Linked DNA regions of Sus scrofa: region 2 is linked to region 1. A link is a contact called in public Hi-C data. All regions are on one chromosome and are shown on one strand. Each heading gives the region's core, a stretch centred on a gene start, on an enhancer-like site or on the middle of the called end of the contact. The rest is flanking DNA. Distances are from core to core; before and after follow the strand shown.

Evidence for each region. A called contact is a pair of places that touch in the nucleus more often than the background predicts.
Region 2: a contact with region 1 is called in a Hi-C map of liver, with 5 times the contacts expected there. The contact joins the promoter of B3GALNT2 here to the promoter of LGALS8 in region 1. A contact is called at or near these places in 1 of 47 Hi-C or Micro-C datasets (liver) and 1 of 2 datasets of contacts at active chromatin or transcription factors (alveolar macrophages).

Annotation. Positions count from the first base shown.
Region 1 is chr14:54,887,710-54,893,366 of Sscrofa11.1, forward strand. LGALS8 (galectin 8) reads right to left here and starts at 1,362. Exons shown (of 9, transcript NM_001142827.1): 1 at 1,318-1,362. The coding sequence starts at 1,362.
Region 2 is chr14:55,746,588-55,752,183 of Sscrofa11.1, forward strand. B3GALNT2 (UDP-GalNAc:beta-1,3-N-acetylgalactosaminyltransferase 2) reads left to right here and starts at 2,822. Exons shown (of 12, transcript XM_021074398.1): 1 at 2,822-3,163. The coding sequence starts at 3,052.

The DNA.
Region 1 (5,657 bases), core at 112-2,611:
GAGGATATAGGTTCCATCCACGGCCTCACTCAGTGGGTTAAGCATCCGGCGTTGCCATGAGCTGTGGTGTAGGTCACAGACATGGCTTGGATCTGGTGTGGCTGTGGCTGTGGTGTAGGCCGGCAGCTGCAGCTCCAATTCAACTCCTAGTCTGGGAACTTCCATGTGCTCAGAGTGCAGCCCTAAAAAGACAAAAACAAAACAAAACAAAAAAACAAAAAAAAAAACAACTTTGGAGAAAGTCAGTCTACAATATGAAGTTTTTAACCTTGGATGCACAACATCATTTTAAATGTCCTGCTGACTTCAAATCCAGCAAGTTTTCCTTTTTAAACCTACTATGACTAAAGGCTATTTTTTCTAAAACAGACATTGCTTTATATGGCGGTTGTACCTCATTCTTACACAATGGCATTAACCCCTAGGGAAAAAAAAGGGCTGCAGCTACAAAGCAAACAACAGAAACCTGAACCCACTTACTTACACTAATAGGACTGGTTGAAGGCCTTACTTGAAGGATTCTTACCAAGAATCTCCTAGAGGGTTACCAAAAAAAAGCAACTCCATCTCAGACTTAAGTTCAGCTTCAGACACATGGAAATGAAACATCTCTAAAGATTCTCACACTACATGAAACTAAAACAAGTTTGTTACTTCCCAGGAAATACACTGAAATTTCCAGCAATTACATTCAGGGTGCCTGGAACAAGACTGCTAATTTTTTTCATTCTCCACCTCACTAGTTTTTGACATTCTCTGCTCAGGTACCACGAGGTATTTGAGGGGCAGGGAGAAAAGCTGAGATGTTAACTTCTCACAAACAGGTCTAATTTTAAAAGAAAAATTAAAACTTGTAGAGTAAGAAATCCATTTTCCTTTGAAAATTATGTCTTGGGATGTTCTGAACCTTCCCACCACCACCACAGCCAAGTTCCCTCCATCTGTATGCCCATGCTCTCCATTCATAACATATGACCCTCGAACAACACAGGTTTGAACTGTGCGGGTCTGAATCCACTCACGCTTGGATTTTTTTTTTTTTTCTTCCAGTAAACACGCACTATCTGATGCGCAGTTGGCTGACTCCCCAGATGCAGAAAGGCGTGTTCTGGGGCAATCTGACTTGAGCATCCAGGGGCTCCAAGGGCTGTATCTGTTGGACAGGGCCCACCAGAGTCCCTATCACATGGCAGATACACCACTTAACATTTACTGAATTTTACTCTTGCCCTCCCCACCCCAGCAATGGATAATTACTATCCAAATGGATTTGTTCTCAACCCTGGCACAGGCAAAAAGTTTATAGAAATCAGTTACCGGGTTGTAGATGACATTTTGCAGATTATTTAAGGACAACGTCATTCTTTTCCACCTTTTTGTTGACCGGGGTCTCTCTTCTGGGTATGGCCTAAGATTTTAAACAGGTTTCATTTAAAGAATTTCCAGATTGAAACTGAGGCACTTGCCCTGTGTAAAATCAAAATAAGAGGGAAAGAAAAATAAGTGTGCATTATTTTTCTTCACAACTTTTTAAAATATATAAATTATTTTACTAATATTTACCAAATAACCAGATGGTATTACAATCAAAGATCTGACTGAAATTCTTATCCCATGTATTTTACTAAATAATTTTGCATTATAATTCCAGGAAATACTGATTTTAAAAGTACATCAGTAGAAAATTTCTAACTTGAAAATTTTATTAAAAATACTTATTGTTGAGAGTTCCCACTGTGGCTCAGCGGGTTAAGAACATGACTAGTACCCAAAAGGATGTGGGTTCTATCCCTGCCTCGATGAGTGGGTTAAGATCACAGCGTAGGTCGCATATGCAGCTGTGGCATAGGCTGGCAGCTACAACTCTGGTTCAACTCTTAGCCTGGGAACTTCCATATACTGCAGGTACAGCCCTAAAAAAGAAACAAACAAACAAACAAACAAAAACTTATTAAGAATACTAGAAGTTCCCTGGTGGTGCAGTGGGTTAAGGACCTGGCGGTCACTGCTGTGACATGAGTTTAATCCCTGGTCCAAGAACTTCTGCATGCCACAGGTACAGACCAAAACAAACAAAAAACAAAAAACCTAAAACAAAATAATAGCAAATACTCCTATACAACTATCAGAGAGGTTCATTTAACTTTTCTTACCTGTAAAATAAGAATAATAATAGCATTCACCTCATAGGTTTGTTCTGAGGGTTTACATTACTTAATAAAACATTGGAACAGTACATGCTAAGTTTTATCTACTGTTATTTAGTAGAAGGGGTTGCTTTACCTCCTCCAAATTAAACAAGTCAAAAGAAAAAAAATTCGATGCCTCAAATATTAATGAGATAGTTTTCCCTGTAGCAAAAAAAAAGTATCCATCAGTACTACATTTAAACCACGGAAGACTCGATGACTAAGCAGAACTAAGAGAGAAACGAAACTAAAGCTTCCAACATTTTCCTTCCACCAATTCTGTCATCAAAGTTCAATACACACTGACCAAATCTATTACTTTGCCTCTGTTAAGAAAAAACTGAATCTCCAACACTGGATGTAACATAAGCTGAGTAACCGGTTAAGCCATGTTACACAGCAAGAGAGATTTTGCAGGTGTAATTAAAGGATACCAACCAGCTGATGTCGATAGGGATTGTCCTGGATTATCCGGTGGACCCAATGTAATTACACAAGCCCTTAATAAAGAAAGAAGCCAGAGAAGTGTGATAGAAGAGGAAATCAGAGATTTGAAGCACGAAAAGAATTTAACACACTACTGCTGGCATCTGAGATGGCGTGTAGGTGGGCAGACTAGGAAACTGTAACGAAATGAACTCTGGAGACAAACTCAAGTATCCTGGAAGTGGATTCTTCCCCAGAAAATACAGCCCAAACCGGATAACACCTGAATTTCAGCTTGTGACCCCCTAATCAGAGTACTTGGCCTGGTCTAAGATCTGTAAGAAAAATAAATGGGTGTAGTCAAAACATCAAGAGCTATGCCCTAAAAATATACATTTTCTATTTGTTAAATAAACTTCATTAAAGCTAAGAAAGGAAGAAGGTAGGGAGGGAGGGGAAGAGGAAGGAAAAAGGGAGGGAGGGAGGCAAAGAGGAAGAGAAAGAAGCAAACGCTGCACCCCTCTTGGTTTATATATGTAACTCCCACCTATTAACTTACACGTTGGTCAAAACCTCCAAACTGTTGTTTGTGCTCCGCCAAACTCAGGAAACATCAACAAGAGCAAAAGAAAAGGATACAGAGATGCCATGGCCACAAGCCTAATTTACGTCGTGAACAGGGAGCGACCCAATTTAAACCATAGGCTCAGGTAAAACCGATCATTCCTTGAAATAAACACAGGCACAGGACTGCGGTAATCAACCAGAAGCCATCCCGATGCTGCACGGGTGATCAAAACAATTCGGAAGACTTGCGTCTCCTAACGTCCAATGACTCGGCATCTCCAAAGAGCGTGACCAGAGTCCGCCAAGGGCCACGGAGGTCTGACACTAAGTCTAAAGGACCCCGATCATATAAAGTCCCAGGAAGGATACGCGCGCGGGGAGGTGACCCGGCCCCGGCCGGGAGGTCGCAGATGAGAAGGTGGCCCCAGGGCTGTCGGACGCCCAGGGGTCCCGCAGGAAGGGCCGCAAACCCCAACCACCGCTCACCCCCGGGCGTCGCGCGGGGCGACTTCCCGCACCCAGCCCGCCGCTGCCGCGGTGAGAACCAGAGACGGGGCTGCGCGGAGCCGGTCCCACCCGTCCAACTCCGAATGGGGACAGCGCAGCCCAAGTAATCCCCCGCAGTCGCGCGCAGCAGCCCACTCCCCCGACTCACCCCGGGGCTGGCGTAGTAGGCGTCGCGGGCGCTCGGCGCAGGAGGCTGTTCGTCCGTCACCGCCTGTCGTCCGCGTTCCCGCCGGGCGCGCGCACAGCTACGGGAAGCAGAAGGGTCAAGCCGCCTTTTCCCGGTTCGCGTGCGGCCGTCCACGACGGCCCTGCCTCCGCGTCGGGGGCGTGCTCGCGGATCTGCTGGGCGCTGGGGCTTCCTGCTGCCCGCCTCCGCCCGGCCGGCTTCTACACGGCCTCTGGGGAGTCAGGCCGCGACCGGCTTGCTGTGGGACGAGTAGTCTGGAGGGGACGCAGTGTGTGCTTCAGATTCCCGGGCGGAGCTGGCCGTCTCTGCCGCACCTTTGGGGCTCGGGGGCCGGGGATGGGGAAGAGGAGGAGACCTTCTGCTCCCCTCCGGCGTGTCCGCAAGTCTCGGAGGGAAGGCGCTCAGGACGGGTGCGGACCCGGCAGTGGCCGAGGAGGGTCTACGTGGCCAGGGCCACCGCCTCTGTCCTGCCCCGATCGAAGGGGTCAGGGCCAGGTGTTCGAGGTTTGCTTCCTTGTTTGTCTTGGATCAGAGTCCAGACAGTCCGTGCTCGGCCTGGAAAGAGCCTGGCGTGGAGCTCTGCCTTCTTGGCCACACCTTGGGTCAGTGGGGAAATGCGATCCCACTCTGCCTGGTCTAACTTGGACTTCAGCCCCTGGAGCTCACCCGCCAATTTTGTGCGGTGTTGTTTTCTAAGTTAGGTATTTCCCTGGGGAACGTGTAGAGCACAACTGTGAGCACATTAGGTATTCAGAAGTAACCGACTTTTCAGTCAAGGGCCCATATCGATTGCCAGTTTGACCTACTGGCTGCAAGAAACATCAGCGAGAAATACAAATAGAGTTATGTAAGCTACCTTAGGCAGCTAGTACACTTTGGTTTCGCTTAGAGACCTCAAAGTTCTCATCTTCTTACTTGTCTTCCTTGATTTTTATCCAGGTTTCCTTTGAAAGACATGTTTTGGTGTCCCTGCTCTGTGTTTCTCCTCTGTAACTCTGGGTTTTATTGTTTTTTAAATTGAGGCATTCAGGAGTTCCTGTCCAGGCGCAGCGGAAACGAATCCGACTAGGAACCATGAGTTGCAGGTTGGATCCTTGGCCTCTCTCAGTGCATTAAGGATCCAGCATTGCTGTGAGCTGTGGTGTAGAACCCAGACGTGGCTGGGATCTGGCGTGGCTGTGGCTCTGGCATAGGCTGGCAGCAACAGCTCGATTAGACCCCCAGCCTGGGAACCTCCATATGCCTCAGGTGCAGCCTTAAAAAGACAAAAAAAAAAAAGAGGGATTCATTACACATCATATACTATCCAACTCATTCTGGTCCAGTGTTACATGTCTCTCCTTTTCATTTTCCAAGTTCACTTCACTCTTCAGGATCCAATTTCTGTAGCTGTCTTTAACCCTTGGCATGTGCTAGCTGGGATGTGTACTTACCTTTCTGTGCATTGTTGTTTTTGTCTATCCAACTCCATTTTAAATTGAAAAGAGGGGGAGTTCCTGTTGTGGCTCAGGGGGCTACACACCAGACAAGCATCCATGAGGACGAGGTTCGATCCCACATTGCCGTGGCTGTGGCCAGGCCAGTAGCTGTAGTTCCAATTCAACCCGTAGCCTGGGAACTTCCATATGCCTTGGGTGCGGCCCTTAAAAAAAATCAAATACATATACAGAAAAGAGGGACTTGTCATATAGTCCCCAATGCCTAGTTTATTGCTTTGCATGAAGTAGACACTCTCTGAATACTAGGTTTGAAATGATAGGTTATTGGTAAAGTGAGGAGCA
Region 2 (5,596 bases), core at 1,572-4,071, 860 kb after region 1:
TAATAGGTGCTCAATGAGTATCTGAATTAATAGATCTGCCTAAATTATGGATTATTCCTCTTGGGGATTAACTCATTATAATTCTCTAATCACAAAAAGAAAATTTCAGGATGTCAAGAGAGATTTTATTGCCTTTCTTGAGGATAAAAAAACCCAGGACATCCCGGGAATTTCCATTGTGTCTCAGCGGGTTACGAACCTGACTTGTATCCATGAGGATGTGGGTTCAATCCCTGGCCTCACTCAATGGGTTAAGAATCCAGCGTTGCTGTGAGCTGTGGTGTGGGTCGCAGACACGGATCAGATCTGGTGTTGCTGTGGCTGTGGTATAGGCTGGCAGCTGCAGCTCTGATTCAACCCCTAGCCTGGGAATTTCCATATGCTGCAGGTGCAGCCCTTATAAAGCAAAACAATAAAAACCAACTAAACAAAACAAACAAAGGACATCCTTCATGACAACCAATTATTAATTTCTTGAGAGTTTCTTTGACACACAGAAAGCAGGTGAGCAGTTTCTAAACAAAGAAGAATGTCTCACAAGAAATGTGTAGACATTAGGTATTCTCCTTCCTGTTGCAATATGTAAACAATATTCTGAGAAAGGGGCACACAGATCTTGGTGACATTTGCCCAGGAGCCACAATGATAACAACCTACTAATCCCACATTTCTCACAAAAATGATAACTTGTTTTTCTTGTCTTCAGGGTATTCAGGGGCCATGGAGAATGTGTAGGAGCTCTAAAGACTCCCCCAAGCTGTTTAGACATAGTAGTGTTTCTCAGATTTGCATGATATACTCTGGCAGCCAGCTTCCAAATTGACCCCACAACCATCCTTGCCTCCTGGGCTCATGCCCTGGTGTGGCCCCTACCACAGTCAATCAGGGCTGGTCTGTGTGACCAATAGAACACCTCTGAAGTGACAGCGTGTCTTCCAAGGATTCATCCTCAAAGGTCTTGCACTATGCTCAGCAGTCTCTTGGGTCTCCAGTTCCTGGGGAAGCAAGCCACCATGGTGTGGGGACTCTAATGCAGCTTGTTGGAGAGACCCACTTAGAGACCAACTCAGAGAGGCGGAAAGAGAACCCCAACTTGCCAGCCGGGGAAGTGAGGCACTGAGGACGCCTAGTCCTGCCTTCTGATGACCACAGCCCCAGTGGACATCTGCCTCCAACTATATGGGAGATCCTGAACCTGAATGTAGCTCCCCAATTCCTGACTCAGAAATTGTGAGGCACAATAAGTGATTCTTGTTGTTTTAAGAGTTTTGGAGTAATTTGTTGGGTAGCAATAGATAACTAATGAACATACAAATTCCTTTAAAGGGAAAAATTTACTTCTGACACCATATTAAATTGTTTATTATTTTATTTAAATAGTACAAATAGTATAAAATCCTTACGCTTATAGCTTTTGTACAGCAATTAAAACATTTTAAAATTACAGTGCAGACCATATTACAAAACAATAAAAAATAATTTTATTTATTTATTTATTAGGGCCGCAGCAGCAGCATATGGAGGTTCCCCACCTAGGGGTGAATTGGAGCTGTAGCTGCCAGCCTAGGCCATAGCCACAGCAACGTCAGCTCCAAGCCGAGTCTGGCACCTACAGCATAGCTCATGGCAAGGCAGGATCCTTAACCCACTGAGTAAGGCTAAGGATCCAACCTGCGTCCTCATGGATACTAGTCAGATTCCTTTCCCTGAGGCACTGAAGGGAACTCCAAAAATAATTTTAATAGAGGAAATTAAATTGCCCCTCAGTGAGACTATGGTACTGACAGTGCCTAAGACATCTCCTGGACTGTTCAGTGACTTGAATAAATTACCCTTTTTTCCTTAAGCCTGTTTGAAGTGGATTTCCTGGGGCTTTCAACCAAGGGTTTTTCCAACAATATAGTTCATCCTCATGTTCATCCTCTGCACCATCTTCTGAACATCGGTACCCTGATCTTCAGGCTCCTCAACTAGGACACTTTTGCGTTTGGCCGCAGGCAGGCCGGAACGGGTGACGCCCTCGGGGCCCAGGGCAGGACTGTATCCCGGAGGGTCGCAGCAGGTCCTTCCCACAGGTGCCTCGGAGCCCGCATTTTCTAGCGGCTCACGTCCAATAGCAGGTGTGAGTGCACCCGGTTCTTCTCGCAACTTTCCAGCGCCAGTTTGAAATCTGAGCACGTGTAATGTACCTTCCATTCGGCCATCGCTGTCGTACTGCACAGCTTGATCCCTTGGGCTTGGTCTTACTCATCCTGAGTTCTTAGAGCCGGGTACCGAAGCACCAGAACTAATACTTGATGATTCACCGCTGAAGACACGGGCATTTGGGCTGCCCCGCCCCGATCTCCGCGCCCAGTAGATGCCAGCAAGATCCCATCTCTTACACGAGGCTAGCATTCGGCCTAAGGAAGCTCTGCGTGATTTAAAACTGTCTTGTCTCAAGATCTCCTTTAAATCTTAGGCAACCGGCGCCCTTCACCCCAGCTATTATTTCTCTCCCGGGGTTGGGGCGGCCCCTGAGCGCTGGGTTGTCCGGCACTACCTCTCCTCCGCCACCGGGGGGCAGTAAACATGGAGCAGGGCTGCGCATGCTCTGTGTGAGGCCTCGCGCTTTGCTTACGCGATCGCCGAGTGACGGAAGCGAGTGCGTGGGGTTGTGGGAAATGTGGTTTCCCAGCCATCGGATCACGGGGGCACTTCCTCCTTAAGCTCAGAGCGGGACTTCAGCTCCCGGCCGGCTAGGGGAAGTGGGAGGGGACAAGCTAGAAGAGGGCGGGGCGAGTGAGAGAAAAGGTGGGCGGGGCCGGGGAAGGCCCAGGAAAGGGGGCGGGGCTCTGGCCGGCGGAGGCGCAGCCGCCAGCGGTCGGAGGAGCCTAAGCCGAGAGAGACCTAGACGGCGGCGGGCACGAGGGCGGGCGTTCCCGGAGTAGTCGCGCGGGAGTCGGCCACTGCCCCCGGCCTCCTTACTTTCAGGGCCCCTCCCTGTCCGCCGGGACGCGGGAGAGCCCGGCGCGCGGTGGGGGCGCGAGGTGGAGCCGGCGGGGGCGGCCAATGCGAAACTGGCTGGTGCTGCTGTGCCCGTGTGTGCTCGGGGCCGCGCTGCACCTCTGGCTGCGGCTGCGCTCCCCGCCGCCCGCCCGCGCCTCGGGGGCCGGCCCCGCAGGTGAGGTCCTGGGGCCGGGCGGGCGGGCGAGCGGCCGGCTTCTTCCACGGAGCCTGGCCGAGAGTCTGGGTTGGGGGACGGGCCGACCCGGCGGTCCCCAGATGAAACAAATGGCCCTTTTCATCTCCCCGGCGTTAACATCGGGCAAACTGGAGGGCGCTTTTCTCTCTTCGTGTCTCCGCCGTTTCTCACCTCCCGGCTTTTCTTGATGACCACAAAACCGGTGCGGACGACTGCAAGTCCTTCGGCTGTCCCCAGGCCTTTCCCGCCTGCCCGGGGAGCTGAGCCCCATGTGTCCTTCAACCCGAGGGGCAGCTGTTAACGCCCGGGGCCGGGCTCCCAGGTGGCTCTGCTCCTCCCGCAGCTGTTGGTCTTATTGGATCAGGACTTTGAGGTCTTAGGGTCCGTGGATCACGTTTTTGTGCCTTTTTAAAGAGGTGGCTGGGGTTTGCTTTTAAGGAACAACTTTGCTTTAAGAACGTACTCTGCTTTGTATTCTTTGAAAACTGTGGTTGTAAGTCGGTTAAACAAATCTAGCCATGAAATAGGGCATGGCTGCGGATGGAGTTATTCCTGAGAGTTTGGTTTGCAAAGCCTTCTAATGAATTATACACGAAAATAGCAAGTTCCTCTACGATTGTATCCATTTGCTCCAAAAGTTAGTTTCTCATGGGAAAGAACTCTTTGTTCATATTCACTTCCCAGCCTGATAAATAGAATGCTCTGCCCCACAGCCCAGTGGATTTTCTTTTAACTAATTCCACCGCTCTGAACATTGAAGGTTGCCCTTTTCTGTCTTTTTAAGGGCTTGCCCTAGGAGGTATAATAAAGCCTAGACGGCTGTTTTAAAGATGGGGAAATAGTCGTTTTGTTTTTTAACTACCTTGGGAATTTGTTCTTACCACTTCTCCCCTAGAAAGTTTTCTTATCCAATATTTTCAAGGATTAGAATTGAATATCTGAATTCTGAGATGGCTCTGTGCCTAGGAAGTATGGAAACTAATTCGGGCAGTCCTCAAAGCAATCTCATTGTTATAATTAGAGTTCTTTATTCTGGTAACAATCTCTTAAAATCCCTTTGTGTTAGAGAAGCCACGAGCTCTTTAAAAAAGGCTCTTCGTGTGACCTGAATAGAATCGAGACCCTATTTAAATGATTTAATGAAAGTGCGGTGTTACAGGGCATTTAACCTGTTAACAGATGAGGATTTTTTTTGTTTTGTTTATAGGGTTTTGTAAATGGAGCTGAGGAAAGAGTGCCATATCCATAAAATGTTCTGTAGCATCTGTTGGATTCGCCTTTAGTTTCTTTCAGTTATGTATGATGAGTGAGCTCCACTGGAGTTTAATTGTAGAGTATTCTTAGGATATTTATGACCTAAATATCTTTTAGGGTCCATAAACAAGCCAAAACCCTACATTGAAGCTTAAAACTTAGTAGGCCTGCCTGGCAATTTCTTAAGATTTTTTATTTTTTATAATGGTCACACCCACGGCACATGGAAGTTCCTTGGCCCAGGGATTGAATCCGAGCTGCAGCTGCCACCTATCAGCTGCCATGGCAGGAACTCCTTAAGTTTTTATGTTTTTTAATTTAATTTTTTTTAATTTAATTTTTATGTTTTAGACAATTTGAAAGGTTACTTTCCATTAACAGTTATTACAAAATATTGCTATGTTCCCTGTGTTGTGCAATAAATACATCCTTGAGCCCATCTTATACGCAGTAGTTAGTACCTCCCATTCCCTACCCCTATACGCCCCCCCCCCCACTGGTAAGCACTAATTTGTTCTCTTTATGTGTGGGTCTGCTTCTTATTTGTTATGTTCAGTAGTCTGTTGTAACTTTTAGATTCCACTTATAAGTGATATCATGCAATATTTGTCTAATTTATTTCCCTTAGCATAATGTCCTCCAAGTCCATCAATGTCGCTGCAAATGGCAAAATTTTGTTCTTTCTTAAGGCTGAGTGATACTCCATTATATATATTTTTTGTTTGTTTGTTTTGTTTTGCTTTGCTTTTTTTTTTTTTTTTTAGGGCTACACCTGCAGCATGTGGAAGTTCCCAGGCTAGGGATCAAATCGGAGCTCTAGCTACCGGCCTACACCACAGCCACAGCAACGGCAGATCCAAGCTGCCTCTTCGACCTGCACCACAGCTCATGGCAATGCTGGATCCTTAACCCGCTGAGGAAGGCTAGGGATTGAACCCGCAACCTCATGGTTCCTAGTCAGATTTGTTTCCGCTGTGTCACAACAGGCACTCCTCCATTATATGTATATACCACTTCTTTATCCATTCATCTTTTGGTTGACAATTTCATTGTTTCCATATATTGATAATTGTAAATAATGGTGCTGTCAACATTGGGGTGCAAATATCTTTTCAAATTCATGTTTTTGTGTTTTTCAGATAAATTCCCAGGAGTAGA